2 separate regions of the Sus scrofa genome follow, and region 2 is linked to region 1. The links are chromatin contacts, called in public promoter capture Hi-C maps. All regions are on one chromosome and are shown on one strand. The core of a region is the stretch at or near the end of the contact, and the rest is flanking DNA. Distances in the headings are between cores, read along the strand shown.

Region 1 (6,030 bases), core at 2,073-4,572:
GCTGATCGGGTTCATAACTGCTGAACCATACACATTCTTTAGTGAGGAAAAACAGGGAGAGAATTATACTCAGTTTACTGGGACCCGAACTTACCTCCTGATGTCCATATCTTTTCAAGAGTGATTATCACTGTAGACAGGTTCTATATGTCACTAAAAACCCCCGGTCTAGAAATTAGATGATTAAAAATAACAAGTACATTCCAAAAAGGAAGGACTATGTCATGTCTTTTGTATAAAAAGTGATACCCAGAATCCTTGGGAAATGGCCCATTCTGAACAAAATGGTGTGTTTTGGTTTTTGTGGTTTTATTTGCTTTTGTTTTTTGTTTGTTGTTGTTATTGTTTATGGCTGCCCCTGTGGTATATGGAAGTTCCCAGGCTAGGGGTCAAATCAGGCTGCAGCTGAGGCCTTCCTCACAGCCACAGCCACACTGGATCCAAGCCACATCTGTAACCTACACCACAGCTTATAGCAACACTGTATCCCCAACCCACTAAGTGAGGCCAAGGATGGAACCCACATCCTTACAGAGACAACATCAGGTCCTTAACCCTCTGAGCCACAACCGGAACTCCTTATTTGCTTTTTTAAAGACAATTTTGAGTTATATCCTTAAAGTAGTAAGACTCTGAAATTGTAAACCTAGTTAGAAATTTAACACACAACTTTCTAAATGCCATCTTAAGGAATGAAGGATATGTATGCTGAATGTAATCTAACTTCTTGATGAGCAAGGATCTTTCTGACAAATATCAGTAGTTAGGACAATGTGATTTGGCTATAAATACTGTCATGGATAGGGCTGAATTGGTATCATTCCTTGCAATGGGCTGGAACCTTTTATTCTCTTGAGTTGTCCCTAGTAGCTAAGTTAACAACTCCAGAGAATCAACACAGTTCCCTCACGATGCCTGGAACAGAGTAAGAGCTCAATAAATGCTACCTGCTGGCATTACAATACTGTGCTATATACAATTGGTGTAAAAAATATTGCTTCATGCTGTATTGTGCCAAAGGTACACCACAACAATGACAATTCATGAGAGGGAGCCCATATAGGCACTGACATAAAATTTTTTCAAGTTTTGATAAACAACCACAAAAACTTGGGTCATATGATTAAAGAGATACAATCTAGACTAGCCTTTAACCTTTCTTGCTCTTTATATTTAGATCATCCCCTGGACCTTTTTTTTGCAGGAATGTTGAGTAGATTTATACCAATCAGACTTTGTAACAGGCCTATAAAAGGAAGGAACAGCTTTATTATGTTGGGATCATAACCGAACCCTTGTCCTCTAATTCCATCTTTGGAAATCCGATGGAGAAACATTTCCCCCGGTCTCTGCTCCTACCAGTTACTCTGTATTTACACACAGCACAGCCTCAAACTCATGAGAGAAATAAGAATTAATGAAGCTGGAGTTAGGAAACCTAACAGATCTCATCACGACCTCAGTGGTGGATCACCAACTCCTGTCTCGGTTGCCTTCTCCACAATAATGGGCTCTACCTCTGAGAGGAGGAACCAAGGAAAGTGGAAAAATGTGAGGTGAAAGTGCTTTAAAAAGGTACAAATGAAAATGCAAACATTTTCACTGGGTTTCTCTTGAACGCTAAACACATTCATTGCTGTACAACAGAAACTGGCACAACACTGTAAATCGACTATAATTTTTTAAAAAAAGTAAAAATAAATAAAGCTTAAAAAACAAAAAACCCACCAGAAGTTCCCATTGTGGCTCAGGGGAAACAAATCTGACTAGCATCCATTAGGACATAGGTTCAGTCCCCGGCCTCGCTCAGTGGGTTAAGGATCTAGCCTTGTGGTGAGCTGTGGTGTAGGTCAGATATGGCTCAGATCCTGCATTGCTGTGGCTGTGGTGTAGGCCAGTGGCTACAGCTCCGATTCAACCCCTAGCCTGGGAACCTCCATATGCCGCAGGTTTGGCCCTAAAAAGATTAAAAAACGAAAATAAAACCCACCAAAAAACACATTCAGAACCTTGGAATGCAGAAAAAAAACCCATAAAGGGCTCCTTACATCCATGCAGGACATCCCTGGTCCCCAGAGAGGTTTGGGGTTCCAAATTACCCTGACCTTCTCTGTTATCACGTTTATTATGACACATGTACCATAACAAGGTCTTTAGGAAGAGGTTCTTAACCTGGCTTAAATCCTTGGAAGCTGCATGCACTATTAGAGGTGATCTTTGTTTCCTGGGGGAGGGTTCACCAATTCCTGGGAAGTCTATCCTTGTGGATAGGGGTACTTCTTTTTATTGATGGTTCACCAGCTCAGGGCTGCAAATATACATTACTCTCAATAGTTCCTGAATCATATTCTCAAATCATACCCTCCACGCCAAATCTCTAACAATTACTCATTGAGAGTCTAGATTCCCTGAAGACTGGAATTGGTTTGACTAGCCAGGCAGCAACAGCATTCAGGAATTAAGGCCTGCAGACCTGGGGCAGCATCTCTAGATTCTCACTCTCTGCTGCTTTCTAGCTAAATTACTCTGGAGGAGCTGTTTCACTTCTCAGCACCTCCATCTCCTAATCTCTGAAATGGGCATAGGGTTGTTACACGGAATCAATTCACTAAAGTTGGGCAGTGCCTGACCCAGAAAGCTCCATCATAATAACTATAATTATTACTACCTGTCTGGATATCGATGTCAAAATTAACAGTGCACCAACGTTCGGAGCTTAAGCATACCAACAGTTGTGGAACTTTTCCCAGAAAGACTGGACAATGGCCAGCCCAGGCATCATTCTACTTCCAGTTTTTCCCAATGGAAACTCGGGACCTACCTCGCAGGGGGTTGTAAGGATTCAGGGAGATAACCACGAAAATGGTTTAGGATTGTGTTTAGGTTTGTAATCATCAACCGAGAGGGAAAGGTCAGGCCCAAGGCCTCGCCCCTGAAAGGATCCAGAAGGATGCGCCAGAGCCCCCAGATGCAGGACTGCAAGCCTCTCAGGTACCTGTGGATCCTGGCTCTCCTCCAGCTCAAAGCCGCTTCAAAAACTGCCCCTGTGCCACCACATCCCTCCAGGGCCCTCGCCCAGCGGGCCACCACATCCGCCGGACGCAACGCAGGCCCCGATGCTACAGAACGACCCCCGGAAGGGCTGACTCTAGTGTTCCGCCCCCTCTTTTCGTCCCATCCTTTTCACAGGCTGAAGGCCGACGCGTCTCACTCGGAAAGCCTCCTATTTGCACTCACCAGCCTTCAGCTCGGCGACAGTCGCCATTTTTCAACGGCCGCCAGGGGCGCGCCTCGGCCGTGCGCGTGCGCAGCTCCGCCCGGCTCCGCGGCATGGTCTGCAGCCAATAGGCGCGCTGCTCTGGCCGCTCCCAGTCCCGCCCCTCTCCGTTTATGCCCTCCGTGGTTGGGTGGGTGGTGACGGTCCAGAGAGACCCCACCAATCAAGGAGGAGGGAGGGGAAGCCGGAACAGAGGCACCTGAGCCGCCCGAAGTGCTTGTCGTTGCTAGTTAACCTGTATTAAGCCTGGGGTTCTCAAATTTAGCTTGCGTCAGAATCACCTGGAAGAGTTCTTAAAACAGATTGCCGTGCCCACCCCTGGAGTTTCTGGCTCAGTAAATCTGGGTTGAGGTTCTGAGAATTGCATTTCTAACAGGTTCCTAGATGCTGCTGATGCTGCTGGTCTTGGGGATCATACCTTGAGAACCACTGTATTAAGAACTAGCTATGAGTCTGACACCGTGCTGAGTGCTTTACACGCTTTAGCTCTTTCGTTTCTCTATTATCACAACATTTTACAAAGGAGGAAAGTCTTTTGAGTTCTGGAAAACTGAAGGGGCTTAACCAAGATCATCAGCAAAGGGTGGATGTGAGATTTGAATCCAGGTTTTTTCAAAGCATGTTCCCTCCACTGGCTCTTAATACTGGGCAGTGCACATAGGGAGTCCAAGAGCTATTTGTGGAGATTATTGATGAATGAATAAGCTCTAGGCGTTCCCACTGGGTCACAGCGGGTTAATGATCAAGCTGTCTCTGTGGAGGCCCCTGTGGGCAGTAGGTTAAGGATCCTGAATTGCTGCAGCTGTGGCGTAGGTTGCTGCTCCTGCTTTGGCCGGACAAATGCTGCAGGGCAGCCAAAAAAGAAGAAAGGAAAAAAAAAAAAAAAAGGAAAAAAAGGAATTCCCGTCGTGACTCAGTGGTTAACAAGTTCAACTAGGAACCATGAGGTTGCGGGTTTGGTCCCTGGCCTTGCTCAGTGGGTTAAGGATCTGGCGTTGCCCTGAGCTGTGCTATAGGTTGCAGACGCAGCTGGGATCCTGCGTTGCTATGGCTCTGGCTTAGGCTGGCGGCTACAGCTCCGACTTGACCCCTAGCCTGGGAACCTCCACATGCCGCAGGAGTGGCTCTAGAAATGGCAAAAAAAAAAAAAAAAGCTCTAGTACGCCAAGGAAATGAAAAAGGAACACGGAAATAATGTACTCCAAACTGCGTGTGAGGTTCTATGATTCCAGTCGTACTGCCAGGAAGGCCAACATTTGTGACCTAGAACAGTGCCCTTTAAACTACTAGTCTTAACCCAATAGTACATTTTGAAATCCATTTATTAGTATATCCCAATGAACATATTTTCAATGAAATGGAATGCAATGAAGTATTGTTTTGAAATGTTTGTTTCTGGTATATACGTGTGTTCTAGTTCCCGGTGTATTTCTTAAAGACAATGGTAGTAAAAAAAAAAAAAAAAAAAAAAAAGAGCTTGACAGGAATTCCCCTTGCCGGTTAAGAACCTGACATAGTGTCTGTGAGGATTCGGGTTCGATCCTTGGGCTTGCTTGGTGGATTAAGGATCTGGCATCGCTGCAAGCTGTGGAGCAGGTCACAGATGCAGCTCAGATCCAGCATCGTTGTGGCTGCCGTGTAGGCCAGCAGCTGCAGCTCTGATTCAACCCCTAGCCTGGGAACGTCCATATGCTGCAGATGCAGCCATTAAAAAAAGGAATCCATTCCTGTACCTAACTAGATTCATTTTCATCTTGTGGGACACGGATCTGTTGTGTGACCTTAGGAAGATCCTATCCTGTCATACCTTCCTATTCTGTGAAACCCATGGTGCCTGAAATCCTGGCCAACATCTAAAGTTATAAAGATTAACTAAATTCCATAAGTAGAATGTTTGAGTTCTTCCAAGAAAAGCATTCCTGAATATCCTGATGAGGAACTCAGAGAGAAAGGCAAATAATAATGATTTATAGTGGGAATCATACAATAACCAAGAGCCACTATGTGGCGGACGTTGCTCTAAAAGCTTTACTTTAAGCCCTCACCAACAACCCTGTACATAGATAGTCTCAGAGAAAACATCTAAAGTAAAATTTCATTTTATTTATTTATTTTTGTCTTTTTAGGGCTGCACACACAGCATATAGAGGTTCCCAGGCTAGGGGTCTAATTGGAGCTACAGCTGCTGGCCTACACCACAGCCACAGCAACGCCAGAACTGAGCTGGGTCCTTAACCCACTGATCGAAGCCAGCAATCAAACCCTCAACCTCATGGTTCCTAGTCGGATTCGTTTCTGCTGTGCCACACCGGGAACTCCTAAAATTTCATTTTAAAATGTAATGATGGGAGTTCCCGTCGTGGCTCAGTGGTTAACGAATCCAACTAGGAACCATGAGGTTGCAGGTTCGATCCCTGGCCTTGCTCAGTGGGTTAAGGATCCGCCGCTGCCGTGAGCTGGGGTGTAGGTTGCAGATGCGGCTTGGATCCTGCATTGCTGTGGCTGTGGTGTAGGCCAGTGGCTACAGCTCCGATTCAACCCCTAGCCTGGGAACCTCCATATGCCATGGGAGCAGCCCTAGAAATGGCAAAAAGACAAAACAAACAAACAAACAAACAAAAAATTTAATTAAAAAATAAAATAATAAAATAAAATGTAATGATGGAGTTCCCGTTGAGGAGGAGTGGTAAGGATCCAGTGTTGCTGCAACTATGGTTCAGATTCAATCCCTGGCCTGGGAATTTCCACATGCT
Region 2 (6,030 bases), core at 1,114-3,613, 460 kb before region 1:
GACCCTTAAGATAAGGATTTTTTTTTTTTTTTTTGTCTTTTTGCCTTTTCTCGGGCCACTTCTGCCGCATATGGAGGTTCCCAGGCTAGGGGTCTAATCGGAGCTGTAGATGCCGGCCTACGCCAGAGCCACAGCAATAAGGTATTCCAGGGATCCGGGATCTAAGCCGTGTCTGCGACCTACACCACAGTTCACGGCAACGCTGGATCCTTAACCCACTGAGCAAGGCCAGAGATGGAACCCGCAACCTCATGGTTCCTAGTCAGATTCGTTAACCACTGAGCCACGACGGGAACTCCAAGATGAGGATCTCGAGACATGGAACCGAGCAGCGTTATCCAGGTGGGCTGAATGTAATCACAAGGGTTCTTCTAAGAGGAGAACAGGTGGATCAGAGTCAGGAAAGACCATGGGGAATGACAGAGAGAGATTGGAAGGTGCTGTGCTGTGGGCTTCGAAGACGAGGAAGGGGCCATCCAGTTATGCAGAGGCCTCTAGAAGCTGGAAAAGACAAGGAGATGGATTCACCTCGAGGGCTTCTGCAAGGAGGGCAGCCCATGGACACATTGTAGATTTCTGACCTCCCAACCTCTAAGACAACAGATTCTTGGTAACTTGTCACAGTAACAACAGGAAAATAATACCAGGGGAATCTAAGTCATAAAGAAAGAAAGGTGTAAGGGAGAAGCCTGTTCAGCTGGACCAGGCTGACAGAAAGATTTGCTTGGGACCAGTCCTGAGGACGAGAGGGAGGGAGGGAACTCAGCCTGTGGGCAGATAGAAAGGGTCAAAGAACACAGCAATTGGCAGAGTCCCAAGAAGTGAAGTATTAGAACTGGTGTATCAGTCTGTTAAGGCTGCCAGAACAAAATACCACAAGGTGGGTTAAAATTCTTATTTTCTCACAGTTCTCAGGGCTAGAAGTCCAAGGTCAAGGTGTCAGCCAGTTCTGTTTCCTCGGAGGCCTCTCTCCTTGGCTTGCAGATGGCTGCCTTCTCGCTGTGTCCTCACACGATCTTTCCTCTGCGCATGCGCTGCCCTCGTGTCTCTTCCTGTGTCCTCTTCCTAGGACACCAGTCAGATTGGCTTAGGGCCCATCTAAGGGCCTCCTTTTTAGTTTCATCACCTCTTTAAAGGCTGTCTCTGAATACAGTCGCTTTCTGAGGTACTGGGGTTAGGGTTTCAGCATATTTTTGGGGAGACACAATGCAGCCCATGATAGTACAGTTGACAAATTGAGGAATAATTTACTAAATAACTGATTAGTGCTCCCAATTGGAGACTGTGGTGATGAATGCAATACAGAGTGCCACTGAATGCCAGACTGGAAAAAGGACTTGGGTGCGACAACTGGCAATCATTTGAATAGTCTGGAAATTGGGTAACAGGATTAAATGAGGGCTTATTTCCTTGTTTTGATAATTGTACGATGTCAATATTTGGGGAAGCTTGGGATCCTATATGAAAACTCTGTACTATATTTGCAGCTTTTTAAAAAGTATGAAATTATTTCAAAATGAAAAGTTAAAAATGAAAAAACAATAAACAAAAATAAGTCAACAAATAGGAGAGGGAACGAGAATAGAATTGGATGTGACAATGAAGGAAGGAAAAATAGAGGGAGAGAAGCAAAGAGAACCTGACTTCCAGGAAGTCAGAGGTTACATCTGCTGTCTGGGTTTCCAAGGACCTGCTCCTCTGATACAGGAGCTGGGAGCTCAGCGTATGTTTTGGGAGGTATATTCATTGAGGCACCAAAGAAGAAGGCAGTAGGCTCATTGAACCCCATCTCATATTTCTGAAGGGTCTCAAATTTCAACTTCTAACACTGTCTCCAAAGACGTTACACAATCAATCAATGTACAGTGTGCGTCGAAAGTGTTCTTTATATGTAAACGTTTCAAATACACCGCCACCTTGATAACTGTTATGGTATCCTTCTTTTTTTCTTTTTAAAAAATTTTCCCTTTTTAAACCTTCTTTCGTTTGTTTTGAGATATAATTCGCATACCATAAAATTTACCACTTTGTATTCAGTGGTTGTATGTGCAACCATTACCACTATTTAATTATGAAATATTTCATCACTCGCTAAAGGAACCCTACACCCAGCCACTTCGCATCCCCCCATCGCCCAGTACCTTACTAGCCTACTCTCTGTCTCTACGGATTTGACTGTTCTTCTGGACATTTCGTGTAATGGGACAAGCATTTTTGCCGACCAGCCTCATTTCAAAAGCTCAGCCCCCAAGATCGCCAGTGGCCACGGGATTGGTCGGCGCGGGTTGGGTGTGCTCGGGGCGCCCAATCGCTCTTGAGCATCGGGGAGGAGTCAGGTGCAGGTGGCTGGGCGCGGTGCGCGGGAGGCGGGGGCTGAGGGCGCCGGCCGCCGAGCAGGAGGCGGAGGCCGTGGCCCAGAAGCCTCCGGCGGCGGCTGGCAGGCGCTGGGGGCGCGGGCATGGCGGGCTGGTGGCGGGTACTCCCGCGCGCCGCCGGGCGCTACCCTTGGCCCACGAACGTGCTGCTCTATACCGCGCTCTTCTCGGCTGGCGACGCGCTGCAGCAGCGGCTGCGGGGCTGCCGGGCGGACTGGCGGCAGACGCGGCACGTGGCCACGGTGGCCGTGGTCTTCCACGGAAACTTCAACTACGTGTGGCTGCGCCTGCTGGAGCGCGCGCTGCCGGGCCGCGCGCCGCGCGTCATCCTGGCCAAGGTGCTGTGCGACCAGGCGCTTGGCGGGCCGGTGGCCGTCTCTGCCTTTTACCTGGGTGAGGAGTCTGCATGGGGGCCTGGGAGCCGGAGCTGGGGGACGGGTTCGGGATCTGGTGAGCGGGCCGGGATCGGGGTTGGGAAACCGAAGTCAGGGGCTGTGGGGGCCAGTGACTAGGGCTGGAAACCCTGTTGGGGGGGGAGGGGGCAAGGGTTCGGGGAACCGGGAGGATGGGGCTGGAGGCTGGAGGTAGAGGTGCGAGGGCTAAGTCCGGGGACCTTGGATTAAGGGGTTGAGGAAAAAGAAATTGAGGAATGGTTGCTGAAGAGGCCAGGGAAGAGTGTCTTAGGGTGGGACGCTGTGCTTGCACTACAGACTGGGGCTGGAGGTTTCAGGAGGCTTGGGACCTCGGCTAGAACTCCCGGAGGCAGGACTGGGGCCCCGTTTCCCCCTGAAAAAGATCCATGAGAATGTCATGATACCCCATAGCAGCTGTGACCTCTGTGACTGCAAGGTATGGGGTGGGGGCTCTCCTGCTCCTGGGAAAATCCACACCTGGGGCTGGGAGCCTCCTTTCCACGGGGTGGGGGTGGGGGTGACACTCCTTTCCAACACAAATACGACATGGGAGTGGGATTCAAGACCAACGGGGCAAAGCTGGTGGAATCTGAGGTTGAGACTGGTTCCCCCCCCATTTGCAGTAGTCCTACTTTGGTAACAAAATTTACTTGATATGGGGTGTCCCATCCCCATATCAAAACCCACAGGAGTTCCCTGTGGCTCAGCAGGTTAAGGATCCAGCCTTACCACTGCGGTGGCTAGGGTTTGAGCCCTGGCCTGGGAACTTTGGCATGCCACGGGCGCTGCCAAAAACCAAAAAAACCCCACAGAAAATGTGAGGAGACCTTGGACCCCTGCCATGAGAGACTCAACCTGTGAGAGTCCCAGGAGCTCCCTTCTCAGAAAGGAAGGAGGAGGGATTGGGAACCTTCCTTTGGGCCCTACATTCTAAAAAAACAATAGAAAGGGCTCTGTGGCCTCTTTTTTATGGCATTTGCTATTGTGGGCAGGGAGGGGCACCCACCCCCTAAGAAAACTCAAGGGCCTGAGGCCTGGCCTTGAGAGTCATAGATTCCCCCAAGAAGGTCTTGTCGGTGGCTTTTAGTGCTTTCTTCTAAACTGGGTTGAAGTGGTTAAATCACCACTTTGAAGGAACTTATGCTGCCCCTTGGACCTTCTTCTAGGGGCCAGAGTCAGTCATACACTCTGCAGGAAACATGCCTGATGCAGTGTTAGCCATCCACGTGGCCAGGGGGGTCAGTGAGGTCAGGGGATAGAGGACCCGAGAGGCGAAGCCACCTAGTTTATAAGATCTGTGCCTGATCCCAGGGTGCGACTTCTAGGCTAGGTTCCTCACGCCTGTTACCCCAGTGGCCTTGTGCTTTGGTGAAGGGATGGGGTGGGTGAGGGAGTGCCAGGTGAGAGGCTGGGCATTTGGGAATCAGATTCCCATTTAATCCTCAAGCAATGTGGTGAAGCAGGTACTGTTATTCCCCTGTTAAAGAAGAGGAAATGGAGCTCAAAGGGAATGAAAGACTTGCCCGAAACCTACTGCACAATCCTTGGCATGGCCTTAATCTCCCTGGGGCTTGTCAGAATGCCTGAAACCAGAAAGAAGCTGCAGTAACAGCGAGGCCCCCGAAACAGATTCCTCCAGACATCGCTTCTTCATTTTTCTTTACAAATTTCTAGGTCCTGGTTTCCATTTCCTCATATTAAAATGAAGCAGGGGGGATGTCTGTTCAGGGCACGTCAGGCCTGGAAAATTGCCTCTATCAGATAGATGATCCTTTGTGCTGAGGCCCCTTAGGGAGTTAGAGTCCTTGTGATTGAAAGGTCTGGCTCAGGCGCCACACTTGGGTTGGACTTGAGCCTCTGTCCGCCTCCCTGAGCTCCTTTCTGCCTCTGTAACTCCACCATCCTCAGTGGAGGGTTAGAAGGGTCAACTGAAAAAAAGCACATAATGTGCTGAGCCCTTAATGAGTGCTTGGCAAGTCAAATACGGTATTACCCATATATTACCCATATCAGGTTCAAGGCGGTTTTTTTTGTTTTGTTTTGTTTTGTTTTGTTTTTAATCTTTTGTGTTTTTAGGGCTGAACCTGCAGCATATGGACATTCCCAGGCTAGGGGTCGAATCAGAGCTCTAGCCCCTGGCCTACATTACAGCCACAGCAAGGCCAAATCCAAGCTACGTCTGTGACCTACACCACAGCTCACAGCAATGCCAGATCCTTAACCCATTGAGCGAGGCAGGGATTGAACCTGTGTCCTCATGGATCCTAGTCAGATTCATTTTCACTGAGCCATGACGGGAACTCTAGGCTCAAGTTTTTTTGAGTCCTGTTTTAAGAATCCCCTGCGATTGACTAAAAAGATTTTATTTCCCCTTCTTCCCAGAGTTGCAGAATTTCGAAAGCACTCTCATTTTTACACCCTTAGTAAAACAGGGTTTTATCCTTGTTCCCTGAATTCCTTTTCAGGGCTGTTGAACATTAATATTTCCAAATATTTTTAGGAAGGCTGAATTGGTGTTCTCCTTTCAGATTCTTATTAGAAAGCCTTTTAGATGGGAAATCTGCAGTTGCTAGAATACCCAGGGCCCAGAGGCCTTCTTATAAAAGGAAATTAAACTTTAAAATATTCAAACATTTCGCAAAACGTTTTGAAGGGCGGGAAGTCACCAATAGTCCCACTAACCTAACATCCAGGTGTTTGTGAATTCTCTTACAGCTTTCTTTTTAAGAAATAGGAGTTTCGTGGTGGCCTAGTGGTTAAGGATCCAGCAGTTGTCACTGCTGAGGCTCAGGTTACCACTGTGGCACTAATTCAGTCTCTGGCCCTGGGACTTCCACATGCTGTGGGCGTGGCCAAAAAAATCCCATTCTGCTATCCCTTTGTACCCTGCTATTCTCCATATTATCACTTTAAAATTTACTGCAATTCCCGTGGTGGCGAAGCAGAAATGAATCCAACTAGGAACCATGAGGTTGCAGGTTCAATTCCTGTCCTCATTCAGTGGGTTAAGGATCTGGCCTTGCAAAAAGCAAAATATATATATATATTTACCTACTTTTATATTACTTTGTTGCTGTTGTTTTGCCATGTTCGCAGCTCCTGGGCTCTCAATCCAACCCAAGCCACAGCGATGACTTGAGCCACTGCAGTGACAGTGCCGTATCCTTAACCTTTTGGGACACAAGAGGACTCCAAAATTTACCTATTTTTATTTTTTTAATTGTATAGTTGCATTATTATAA

Evidence for each region. Promoter capture Hi-C pulls out the DNA fragments that hold promoters and counts their contacts.
Region 2: a contact with region 1 is called in a promoter capture Hi-C map of liver, with 4 times the contacts expected there. The contact joins the promoter of MPV17L here to the promoter of FOPNL in region 1. A contact is called at or near these places in 1 of 5 promoter capture datasets (liver) and 1 of 47 Hi-C or Micro-C datasets (liver).

Annotation. Positions count from the first base shown.
Region 1 is chr3:6,974,487-6,980,516 of Sscrofa11.1, reverse strand. FOPNL (lisH domain-containing protein FOPNL) reads right to left here and starts at 3,322. Exons shown (of 5, transcript XM_003361820.3): 1 at 3,238-3,322. The coding sequence starts at 3,265.
Region 2 is chr3:7,437,916-7,443,945 of Sscrofa11.1, reverse strand. It overlaps MPV17L (mpv17-like protein), which reads left to right and starts at 2,363. Exons shown (of 4, transcript XM_021086176.1): 1 at 2,363-2,768. The coding sequence starts at 2,459.